Regions from separate parts of the Mus musculus genome. Here region 2 is linked to region 1. Evidence: chromatin contacts called from public Hi-C data. All regions are on one chromosome and are shown on one strand. The core of a region is the stretch at or near the end of the contact, and the rest is flanking DNA. Distances in the headings are between cores, read along the strand shown. Region 1 has its middle 130 kb from the start of Gm42315. Region 2 overlaps Gm32412 (a long non-coding RNA gene).

Region 1 (6,570 bases), core at 657-3,156:
CTTAGGACTAAGCATTTAAATTTATGAGTCTACAGCGGCCATCCTCATTCAGATACCACATATACCAAAATATCCCCTTTAAGCTCTTGCTAATGAATTTATGCAAATGTAATTAAAGAAAAACAACCATTTTCTCAAACATAGCAAAGTATTAAGCATGAACATATAGTTTTGTCTCAGGAAACATACTACACTCATATTCTTTTCTATATTAGTTACCTTTCTATCATTAATTAATGCTATCATTAAATGCCCTGAGAAAATCAAATTAAGAAAGACGGGTTTTGTTTTGCCTTATGATGCTAGAGAGATTGAATTGGTCATGGTGGAGAATGCATGGCAATAAGCTGGCATGGCAGCAGGGGCAGAAAGCTAGCTATTCACATTTCAACTATGAGCAGGAAGCAGAGAGACAGAAAAGGAAGCCCTCCAAGGCTGCGAGCCTTCAAAGTCAGCTCCAAATGACATATGCCCCAGCAATGCATCATATCTAAAGGTCTATAACCTCCCCAAAGAGTGCCACCAACTGGGACCAAGTAATCAAATACATGAGCCTAGTATCTGTGTGGCAGGGGGTGTGGGTGGATGGGTGGGGTGGGGTGGGCAGGTGGGATGGGGTAGGGAATTTCTCATTCAAAGCACACCATGTCTTCTGCTCTCTGATCTCTTTTCAAACTGCATTTGACCTAATGTCATTTATAATGTTAGGAGTGATAGCTGATATGTGCCTCTTATGTGCTGCACATTTTCTATGTTATTGACTGTATGCACACAAAGTTTACCACAGTGAGCTTTGTTATCTCCTGTCCACTGCTGTTGAGATCATTTGAAGATTCAATGGAGGAGTAGAATGAATATCCAAGCCAAGGCTCAGCAAATGTAACAGCCCCTCTGGGGCCATCTCTTCAGAGGCAGCCTTCTCTGAAATGTTGACACTGCATCTCTTTGTGGTCATGGTAAGTGATGGGATTTTAGATAAAGAAATGAAAGAGCAATGACAGCTCTTACGGGGAAAATGTTATTATTAAAAATGATCACTTTTTCCAAGTATAGCAATTTAAGCAGACACTCCTCCAGGCCTGTAGTGTTGAAGATGGCGTTCGGGAACTAGAAATGCTAAGAATTGCATCTGATTTGGACTTTGTAACTGGTGTATATTCAGTACAGTCCTTTGCCCAAACAGATCATACCGACAAGCCTAAAGACAGTTGGCCTGCTGTCAGTCAAATTTGTTCAGAGTGCATGGTCTGGGGGAATTAAACGTTACCCAGCTCTGTGGCTTCAGCATTTCATGTCTCTAACTTCCTAGCATCATCAGCTTTTGGCTGCTAGCTGCATTCTCCTGTGTTGAATCAGAGGGGTCAGAGAAGTCATTTGCTATGTCTCGTTCCAAGTTCCTGCTGTGGTTACTAAGCAGAGGCATAAAAACAGAAAGTCTATGGGGTGGGGAGGAGCTGGCCTCAATGCCCGCACAATGGTGGGTAAGGCTTGTGGAATACTGACAAGAACAGTTGGCTATAGACCTTGTTCCTAGAGACCTGGGATGAGTGTGGTGCTCCTCCATTCTCCTGTTCATCTCCGTGCCAAGGTGCCCTGGGGTGAGTATCCTCTGAGCACCGTGGAACAAACACACTGCGTTCATTCCCCTGTGCCTGCACCATTAGCTAAGGCTCCCAAGATAACGGTCTCCACAAAGTAAAACCAGTTCCTTTCACTTCATAAATGATTTATTAGCCCTTGAAATAGGACTCTCTCTCTCTCTCTCTCTCTCTCTCTCTCTCTCTCTCTCTCTCTCTCTCTCTCTCATGTGTGCGTGTGGAAGTGGTATGTGCAGGGCTAATGGAACAAGGACTGAAGATGTTTTGGGTTGTAGTATATACACATCACACAAGGTGGCAGAGTGTGCACGAAGCGATCCTGCAGAGGAGGCTAAGACTGCATGGTTTGCAGCAAAACCAGGTTCTCCCTCCCACCTCTGTGGCTGCAGCTGCCGCTGCTCCACTCTGGGTGTGCTCAGGCGTTTGTGCTGGAATGGAATATGCCACATATTTAATAACCACCAGCACCCCGATCCTTTGCTTTCCATTCTAAAGCATCGTAAATGATTAGCCCTCGCTGGTTTCTTGAAAATGTGAACCGAGTCTTGATTCCAGTTTATATGTGTTCTCTTTGAAAACACAGGCTTATTCCACACTGGCTTTCTAGTTCAGCTCAAGGACACCATAAAAGCAGGGCCTCAGACGGTTTTGTAACACATGATAATCAAATTTTAACTTTTTATCTTCTCCATATAGGGTGTGCGTGTGAATTTAAATATTTATTAAATATTTGTCAAGCTTATTAACTCTGTTTATTTTTCCCCATAAGGAGACTTAAAGGTCTATGGATTTATTTTTAAATTAAATCGAATGGTTAATACTTAATTCTAATCATTATTAATTCAATTTTTAATGTAGTCATTTTATAGCTGAATTTAATATTTTACCAGACTCGAGCTTGTGAACAAGGCCATTAGCAATAGACTGCATAGGGCTGTCACACCATGTATCAGAAACAGCACAGAATAAATTTATTTGTACTATTAGCCTACTCAGTACAAAGAAAGGAGACATCTCTCAAAGTCACAGGAAAAAGCATTTGATCTCTGGACTGAAAAATGGAAGCTATACATATGCCTCATTTCTCATATAAAATTCACGTCTTAGCTTCAGAAGTTTGAACAGATACAATTTATTTTCCCAGGCACTATATAGAAAATATTAGGATCGACAATGGGAGAGCAAAATGCTTATCCTCCATAAAGTAGGTCAGGCAGTTTACCACGCTGGTCTGTCAGGTAGATGGCTGCTTACAGCTCATCACTGGGGGCCTCTTCCTTCCTTCTTTCACTCGTCTGATCACTGTTTTCCAGGGCCTTTCTGTTCTCCCGACAAGTGTTGTGTCCCTCCCTCCTGTGACTTAAATTATAACTCTTATTTCTAGGCCCTTTTCAGTCACAGCTCTCATTCTTCTCCACCCACCAACACTGCAGTAGCTAACTCCTACCGGCTTAGGGAAAATCGGTTTTTGACATTTTTTTTCCCTAATGCCCCAGGCAATGACAAGCGGTGGATAGCTTGTAGTTGGTCATAGTGTGAGTATTTACACCACATCAGTCAGCCGACACCAGAAAATAGGGCTCTTCCAAGCCACCCTTCTAGCCGGTTTATCTTTGTATAGCAGAGCTGTAGCAGGGATTCAAAATGAAAAACGTACCCCCAGTTGATTTTGCTCTCCCCAAACCTGCTATTTTGTAGTTAATAGCACATTATACGAAGTTATTTAAAAATTCTATTTAATATGCATGCATGCATATAATGTGTTGCGAGCCACGCCTTCCTTTCTAACTCCTCTCCCATTCACCACATTTCTCCTTTATGTACGCTACCTCTGTGTGTTTTCAGTATGATGCTCACTGAGTCAGTTTAGCAAAACAATATGTAGGACACGGCAGTGAAGCTACACAGATCAGCTCACAGTGTTGGTACAGCACATGTAAACACAAGGTCAAGGCAGCTGAAATACTGGAATTGATGAGGGGGTCACAAGGTAAAGGCAAAAGAGCCAGAAGAGATGAGGGGGTGGGTGGGGCTTATGAAGTTCCGCCCCCTGTCTGATAGTTGACAGCTGCTAGCCTAGCAAGGGAGAGTCATTGTTCTTCAGGGATTCTGGCCCTGAGAGGCAACCCACACTCTAGTAAGATGATCTCACAGCCATGCACATGCAGGTAACACTAAATGACTCAGTGAGCATTGATTGCATTGAGAACATCTAGGTTTTGTCCTTAGGACTCCAGAGGGCGATAGTGGGATGGGACAAGAAGGAACTTACTCTTTTCCATTCGTTTCATGTTCCTGAAAGCAGGATAGAGTCAGTGATCAGGGATGGAGATCAGCCTTCTTTCCTAGCTGGAAACTTTCTCTAGCTCTGTTACTCTCTCATAGTGTCCCGCAAAGCCACCACTAGCAACAATGGAGGGCTGTCTTCTAGCTGCATTAACTGTAGTGACTTAGGGAGCTTTTCTGGGAAGAGTCCCTCTCAGGTGTTAGAGCCCAGTCCAAAGAACTTCTGCATTATAAGGTCTGGTCCTTCCTCATGTTTGCCCAGACCAAAATGCATGGCTTCCTACAATTATCAGTTCCATGTTGCCTCAGTCTTCTCTACAAAGAGTCTTCTCTGTCTTCTACTAGCAATGTCATCCCTTTGCTATAATAAAAATCCCATGGATATTTAGTGAAGCCTGCGTTCTTGACCTGCCCCTGAGTGCAGAAAGGGACCGACCCATGTTTCCTCTTCTGTCCATTTGCCAATCTCACTTGTAGCAGCCCAGCGACTTCTTAACATTGATTAAGACCCCCAACTTAGCTATCTTTTATTCCTCTGTCTCTTTCAGACTCGTGATCACTAAGCTCAAAAGGGAGCATTGGTTATCATTCATGTGCAAGTCGATGGGTCAGGAAGCACTCTAGGTAGGTTTGATGTGATGGCTTAAAAATTGCATGGCCTGTCCTTCTGTTTCCCTTGCAATTGAAAATAGTATCTGTTCTATGGCACCCGTCATTTTCTTCATTCTTCTGTGACCAACCTTAGGGAAGTCGTCCTTCCTGAGAATACCATATCCCTCAGGAATATGGTAACAAGCATACATGATTTCTGGCATGCAACTTAAGAAGGTGAATCTATAACCACTTCATGCTGGAACTTTAGAAATATTTCAAATGTATGATTTAAGGCCAGACGGTGAAGAAAACAGCTGTTCTACAAGCATGTGAATAATTGGAGCTTTAAGCCGAGTAAACCTTGCAGGAGGCTGAAGGCATTATCCATTACAGTGGAAGAAGATAAAAGAGCAGAGGAGGAAATGCAGACAATGCCCAACTGGGTTATCCCCAAGGATGTAATTTCTAGAGTGGCATATGAGAAATGCTCAACTGTGGATATGTGCTCCACTCATGGGAATCTATTAAGATTCCTGTATAGTCAGGTCCCTCCCACCTTCCTTCCTTCTGCCTCTCTCATAGTCCTTACAACATCTTCAAAAACTGACATCATTCATTCAAATGCTTTAGAAAAACTCCCCAACTGCAGGTAGGGAAGGGGAAGTTATTACAGTGCAGCGCTGTGACTATGCATGGCTTTACTACCGTTGGCCTTGATTAGCATACAAACAAAGGTAGGCTCCAGTGAGCAAATGAAGCATCATCACATCAGTCAAGGTTGGCAACTCACATCCTATGCCTCCTTCTCATCTAGGATAAGTCATGGAGAGAGCATTGGAGAATAATCCCTGTTACTTAGCCTTCTTTTGCTGCAACAAAATACTGAACATGATCAACTTCCAAAGGGGCAAGTGGGATTCATAAGCTTATTGGTTCCCGTCCAGGATGACTTGACTGTGTGGCCTGTGCTGAGGTACCATGCTGTCCTCTAAGCACAGGGCAGAACACAATCACCTCAGAGTGGTCAGGAAGTGGTGGGCATCCCAACATCCCCTCCATGGGCACACACAGACTTCCTATGAAGTTCTGTGTCTTAAAGCCTCTTCTCCTCTATAGCGTCCCCGTCTGGGCACCATGTGTTGGCCTTTAGAGGGCATTCCGCATTCAAGTTCTAGCAGAGCCTCACCAGAAATGAGACTTGGCCGAAGACTGGCTTTGCTAAGTGCAGCTGAGAGCCACGTCAGTCCAGTTCAGAAGTACTGAGTCACTTTTCTTCACCCTTAACCCTGAACACCTGTGTCTTAGTTGCTTGGACTTGGGACATTTTCATTAGCAACAGAGCTCTGGGAAATATCCAGAAACACAGCATTGGCTCTGATCGAAACCAAACAAAATATAAAATGGGGTCTGAGTTGGAAGAGTGTGACATACAGTGTACGTGGCAGTTCTTGAAGCAAACTGGCACTGTGTCTGCCTATACTCTGGTGCAGTAATGATGTACCAGGCACGGTTTTCACGCCAACAGACCTGATTGTCAGCTTTACATCTGCAGTTGCTTGCTGAATGTTAGTGTTTCCGATAAAATGGGGGCAGCGATGTCACTCCATAGGCTCCAGGGAGGATCCAATACTGTTACCACAGGATGGCTCCTGGAAGGAACAGTCTTTGGCTTGCAGTGGGTTCCTAGTTAGGACTGGTGGAGTTTGAAGAGGTAGTTGTACCATGGGCAGAAATCATGGTGTTCTGTATTTGTTGTTGCCAAACTCTAGCAGGCCAAAGTGTACACACACAAGGGAGGCCCTAGAGAATTTTTTTTCCTACCTCTGGAGGTGGTAGTCAGCTGTGAAGATAGTGGCCCAGACTGAGGCTCAGAGAGAGCAAGTCTGGAGTATGTCCTCAGGGTCTATGAAACACAGGGCATATTCATTTCCAGAAGATTAAAGCTCTATTGATCTCCGGCTATCACTGTTCCAGCTTTTTCTCCTCTGCTTATCAGGTCCACGTTGCCAAAATGTCTCCATTCATAGCTAAGGCATGCTTGGCTATGACAGAACTCTGGCAGCCATAAGTCCCATGCCCTATCCAGCTCACT
Region 2 (6,133 bases), core at 3,351-5,850, 180 kb before region 1:
TCTTAAACGTGTGTGGGTACTGGGTTTGGGGTGCTTAGTTGTTAACTTATTTTAATAAAGCACGCAGAGTGGAATTCCAGCAGCATTCTCACAGATAATATCTATCTGTTTGTTTGTCTGTCTATCTATCTATCTATCTATCTATCTATCTATCTATCTATCTATCTATCTACCTACCTATTATCTGTCTGTTTGTCTATCATTATCTATCTATCTATCTATCTATCTATCTATCTATCTATCTATCTATCTACATATCTATCATCTATTTATCTATTATCTATCTACATATCTATCATCTATCTATCTATCTATCTATCTACATATCTATCATCTATTTATCTATTATCTATCTACATATCTATCTATCTATCTATCTACATATCTATCATCTATTTATCTATTATCTATCTACATATCTATCATCTATCTATCTATCTATCTATCTATCTACATATCTATCATCTATTTATCTATTATCTATCTACATATCTATCTATCTATCTATCTATCTACATATCTATCATCTATTTATCTATTATCTATCTACATATCTATCATCTATCTATCTATCTATCTATCTACCTACCTACCTACCTACCTACCTACCTATTATCTGTTTGTCTATTTATCATTATCTATCTATCTATCTATCTATCTATCTATCTATCTACATATCTATCATCTATCTATCTACCTACATATTTACATATCTATCATCTATCTATCTATCTATCTATCATCTGTCTATCAGTCATTTATCACCTATTTTTCTTTCTATCTTCTATCTTTGTTTCTATGTATCTATGTCCTCTCTCTCTCTCTTTCTCTCTCTCTCTCTCTCTCTCTCTCTCTCTCTCGAGCGCGCATGCTCTCTCTGTCTCTCTCTGTCACGATTCGGAAGAATAGCAGTGAGAGGCTTTTCAACAGTCTTCCCAGCACAGGTGACTTTATAGAAGCAATGTGAAGCCATGCTTGGTGACTCTAAACAATGATTTACTTTAGCAGTCAGGACTAGAGCGTGGGATGGAAAGGGAAGCTTTCTTCCTCATGGCTAAAACTTCTTCGTTGTTGGGATAGAATCATGCAAGGATATTAAATTGGTTGTAATTCTCTTAACATCTTCATTCGTAGCTGGGTCTTGAGTAGGAGCACATTAAAAACGGCTGTAAACTCCTGACTGAAGGTTGTGATTTGTGGGTGGCGCCACCTACCGGTGAGCACCATGCTTTGTTTTGCTTGACTAGTAGATTGACTTTCACATCCATTTGCTGTGTTCTCTATAGGTGTCACGTCACTGAGAAGATATACAGTGCTTTTTATTAATTCATAAGGTGACCCACTCTCCTGGTTTGCCAGGTTCTGAAGGGTTTCCAGGAAATGGATGTTTCAGGACTAAACTGACTGGGATTCTGGACAATTAGTCACCATATTTAAATTTTTAAATTTTGAAATAATTATATTCTTGGCATTTTATTAATTCTTTGAATTTAATTCAGCTTATTTTGTCCAAAGCCATTCCTTCCCCTCTCCCCCAGCTCCTGCTGATCCACACTCCACCTCCTCACCTGCCCCAACGTCATGTCTTCTTCTTTTATTTTTAATAGCTCAGAGAGTCCAATTTGTGCTACCCATATACCTGTGAGTGTGGGGTCATTAATGAGTGCGTTTGACCTACTAGGGACACATCCTTAAAGAAAACTGACTTTCCCTCCCCTAAAACCGCTGGCTCTGCGTAGCTCTTAGCTATACATTAGGGCTAGGAGCCCCTCCCCATTCCCTGCTAGTTGGCTGGCTTGATCCAGTTCAGGTCTCGTGCTGGCACGCACTGCTGCTCTGAGTTAATGAGTACAATAGCCCTGTCACGTCCAGAGCATTGTGTTGCTCCAGTCCTCCCGACCTTTTGTCTCTTATAATCGAAATAATTACATTTTCACAGGAAGTTACAAAACCAATAAGAAAGAAAACCTATGGACTTCCACACATCCTTCCCTGCTCTAGGGGCAAGAGTTGTTCAGTGTGGTGTGACAACTTGTTTCAGCATCAGGGGCAAGCGCCTGTATAAGCGTTCAGCAAAGGCTGTCGGAGGAATGATTAGGTAGGTCCTATGGTGTGAGTCTTTGCTGCTGTGGTAAAACACTGGCCAAAAGCACCGTGAGGGAGAAAAGGGTTACCCTGGCTTACAGGTGACAGCCCATCATCTGGGAAAACCAAGTAGGAACTCAAGGCAAGGAGAGGGACTGAAGTAGAGATTGAGGAGGACCAAGGTTTCTGTTTCTTTTCCCAACCTTATTCAACTCCCTTTCTTATGGAGCCCCAGGCCCACCTGCTCAGGGATGACACTGTACAAGGTGGAGTAGGCCCTCTATGTCAATTAGCAATCAAGGACACACCTCACAGACATGCCTACAGGGCAATCTGATGAAGACAATGCCTCTCTTGAGGTCCTCTTTTTCACAGATGCGTCTAGATTTATGTCAAGCTGATAAAACCTAACCAGTATAGCAAGTGAGTTCTGATGTCAGCTGAGATATACTTGTTTTTATGTCCTTTTCACAGTGAAAATAAAATATTCAAAGCTTAAGGGATTATATAAACCCCACAAGGAATATTTCATTTAGACCCAGAAAGGAGGGAAGTATCAGATCCCTTGAAATTGGCCTGTACATTAAAGAGTCTGGGGTTATAAAGTGGACACACGTTGTTTAGCAGTTTCCTCCAAGATAGAATTGTTCCATCTTGCAGGGAAGCTCATTAAACACAGGAAGTAAGCAACTTAAGATATCTTCAGGAAGTCACTAAAACTAAACAGATTAACTAGGTCCTTCCCTCCCCAGGAGTGTATCGGCAATAAAGACTGCTGAGACATGCCAAACTGCCTGGAAAAAGCATGAGTTCAGAAGCCTGGAAGAAGCAAAGACCAGCCAAGCAGCTTAGAAGAAACAAGAACCAGCCTAGCTGCCAGGAAGAGGCTCACACAATGGAGGCATGCAGAACTAACACCCTCTGACCTATTGAGCTGCCTGCAGGCTGTGCAGTGGGCCCCAGGTTCCCAGTTTTTGTGAGCTGTCAACCATGGGGGCTGTGGGAGGGCTTTGGTGATGGATCTGTCTTTGAGTCATTTCCGCTCCTGTAAGTAACCTCACATTTGTATTTCTGTAAGTAATCTGGATAAACCTCATTGGTCTACCAAGATAGACTTTGGTAGTATCTGTACTTGCGTCTGTCTTCAGCTTTTTATCTGGGGCAGGTAGACCATTTGTTTAAGTCTCCCCAGGAATAGTGTTTCACAACAAACATGGAATTGTGACATTTAAAAGAAGGGTGTGCCCTAGAGCTATTTTGAGCCATGGTTCAAGTCTAAAGTCAAAGGGTCAAACATGACTTGTCTTCATTTCCTAAGCCGCTGAAAAGATTAGTTCTAGGCGACTGAACAAGAAACCAGAGAAGCTAGTGGGTGCTAGTGAGCTGCTCCCGAATCCTCCCAGCAGGGTGACTAGCAGACTGGAATGTTCTTCTCTTGGTAGCTGATAACCAGGCTGACAGAGATCCAGGATGCCCCCTCCCCCAGGCAGATATATGTTCATTTTGGTCTGCTTGGAAACTATTCATATAAAAATGGCATGAATCAATCAATGATTCAAATATAAGGAAAAACAGTTTTATCTTACCACACATATCACCCTACCCCCCCTACCCTATCACCCCATCAGGCTATGAAAGTTTGCTTAAAATTTTCATAGTGTCTGTGAGAATGAGTTACTAAAAGAAAAATGGCCACCCCTCCCCCGCTGCCTTATTTCTCTTTGTTTCAACGTGCGCCCCTTTGCGTGATTTCAGGTTCACTCTGTGTAGAATTTAAAACAAAATCTCAGTTACAGATCCTGAGACAGTCCCTCTTGTCTTTGACCTCATATTCAACATCTACCCCCACGCCCGTCCCTGTCGCCGTGCCTGTTCCCCTTTGCTTTGCCCTTGTATCTTTTCATTTCCCTGTCATTGCACCCGGGAGGACACAGCGCTCCACTTCTGTTAGACGCCTTCTCTGCAGTCTTTGATTAAACCCTTCTTTGAAGTCTGTGAAACTGGATACTAACTGACCTGTAAGAAATTAAAAGGAACTGTATTTCATTATACCATTGCCCTAAACGATACTCCTTTTTAAACCAATTAAGGGGAAATTTACCTCCCGCTAACAGAATAAACTCCAAGTTTTCTCTGTGCTCCTGATACATAGGTTAACATAATGTCTTTCCTCTTTGAATCTGGTTAATGCTTTACCTTGCCACATCGCAGGCTTGAAGTGTTCAGGGGGACGCGAGGTATCAGTGCCCCCTCCCTCCGGACAACTTCAGCAAACACGCTGATATTACGTGCTGGGCATTGTGCTTCAGAGGAGAACAAAGTCCTAAGTTGGAGTCATAGCACCATTGCCCGAGCTGGAGCATTGGTGAGGAGTAAGATCTTCAAGGGAAAGCCAGGAGCACGCTCACATTCTTTGCACATGCGCCGCAGTGAGCACAGTTAGAAATCCAAGTCTGACAGAGGTAGGTGCGGGCTTCAATACTGAGCGACTGTCTGTTGCTAATGCTTTCACTTCTGAGCTTCCGTTTCGCCCCTGCACCTTTGTGCTTCAAAAGTTCAAGCAGCTGTTACAGTTCAGCCCAGTGTTTCCCCACCTCTTAGGACCCTGCTTGGCATAGCCGTCCTCGGTGATTGATGGAGCTCCACGCCCTGCACCTGGGGGTGGCCCACCTGCAGAGGAGATTCCTGGATCAGGGGACACACAGGCAGCTTGACTCTCTCTACACTCTTGGGAGGCTTAAAACTCCCAACTTCCTTTGCAAAGTGAAAGAACTGAGTTGATTTACAAGACAAATAAAATATCAGAGGAAGTGGGGGTTAGCTGTTACTTACAGCCAGGAGAGATTTATGCGATTACATAGTAACCGAGCCTACACTTCAAGCTGTAGTCATTATGGTCTGCAGAGTTCCATACCTCATTAGAGGGAAATAGGTTTGGAGAATGGAAACCAGTTAGTCCTCTCGTTGAAAATGTCCCTGGTTTTGGTGCAGATGTGATCCGTAATCAAAGGAGCGCTCTATATCTTTTATAGCATCTTCCCAAAGCACACACGTTGGCGTGTGACTTCACTAGGGACTATAAGTCTTAATGGAGTTGAGTGGAAAATCTTATTGGGAGAAACTGAGGCCAAGTACATGTTGGACTTTTAGTAACATAAAAGAAGCAAATGGCTGAGACAATGACACCTGGAAATGTTATTTTGAGTCTGTTTCTACCGCCCCCAAAACTTCAGTGAATACAGGAGAGAAAGAGAAGAGGGGAAGCTCTACTGCTTCATTGGCATGCCTCACTGCTCTCCACAGCCAATTCCATTTCAAAGTCCCTCCCATCCCGCCCCGGCCCTGCGGCGGTTATACGTTCCATAGTCCTGAGGCAAGTTAAGAGACTGAAGGGTGCTTGTGGGCGCAGTGAGCTATTTTGAGTGTGTTTTTGGAAAATTGAAATTGTAGCAAGTCTGTAAAGGCCCAGTCTCATTCATATTCTACAAGGGGAAGGGTCCACGTGGGCCCACAGTCACGTGCCTCAAGATGCAGGCTCGGTTACGAAACCTTTCTGCATGCCATCCCCGTCTTGATGGCTAAAGCTTGTTCTATCTGCCTGCAGCATCAGCATCACCTGGCTAATGATTAGAAAAGGGGGATGCAAGTTCATCTCAGACATACCAAACCTCAGCATCCTGGGGGCTGGTCGCTGTACACACTAAAGTTGTGTGATCATTGTGAAGGCACAGAGAGAGGGGGGTGCAGCTGAGACCCATGTACTCCTCAGGAAGGCAGTTTGCTGCGGTTTGGAGACAGACAGATTTGTGTTCAGTAGGGGTTTTCCTTAGGAAAGACTTGTACTTGGTTTGGTCTTTAACTCTCTTCTTTATTTTTTCCCACGATGGGAATGCAATCCAGATCTCACCATATGGGACAAGCTTTGCATAGTAGCCCAGTACTGGGGTTTTTAGTCCATGCAACCTTTGTTTTGTTTTTATTGTCTCCATTCCGTTTTATGTAGACAGGGAGCTAATAGCAGTTTTCTTGTGCTTGCTGCTATTGGGTC

Evidence for each region. Hi-C and Micro-C count contacts between places; a contact is called where the count stands out from the background.
Region 2: a contact with region 1 is called in a Hi-C map of muscle stem cells, with 1.9 times the contacts expected there. The contact joins two enhancer-like sites. A contact is called at or near these places in 7 of 484 Hi-C or Micro-C datasets (embryonic fibroblasts, muscle stem cells, nephron progenitors and 1 more).

The regions. Positions count from the first base shown.
Region 1 is chr4:31,637,732-31,644,301 of GRCm38.p6, reverse strand. No RefSeq gene overlaps it. Among named protein-coding and RNA genes, the nearest start is that of Gm42315, 130 kb to the right of the region's middle. Within about 2 kb of position 1,906, at least 108 of the 459 cell types and tissues checked have an H3K27ac peak or open chromatin away from gene starts, as enhancers often do. A contact at or near this core is called in muscle stem cells and uterus, where this site is marked.
Region 2 is chr4:31,822,533-31,828,665 of GRCm38.p6, reverse strand. It overlaps Gm32412 (a long non-coding RNA gene), which reads left to right. Exons shown (of 4, transcript XR_390453.3): 2 at 1,940-2,098; 3 at 2,838-4,547. Among named protein-coding and RNA genes, the nearest start is that of Gm32412, 7.7 kb to the left of the region's middle. Within about 2 kb of position 4,600, at least 67 of the 459 cell types and tissues checked have an H3K27ac peak or open chromatin away from gene starts, as enhancers often do. A contact at or near this core is called in muscle stem cells and uterus, where this site is marked.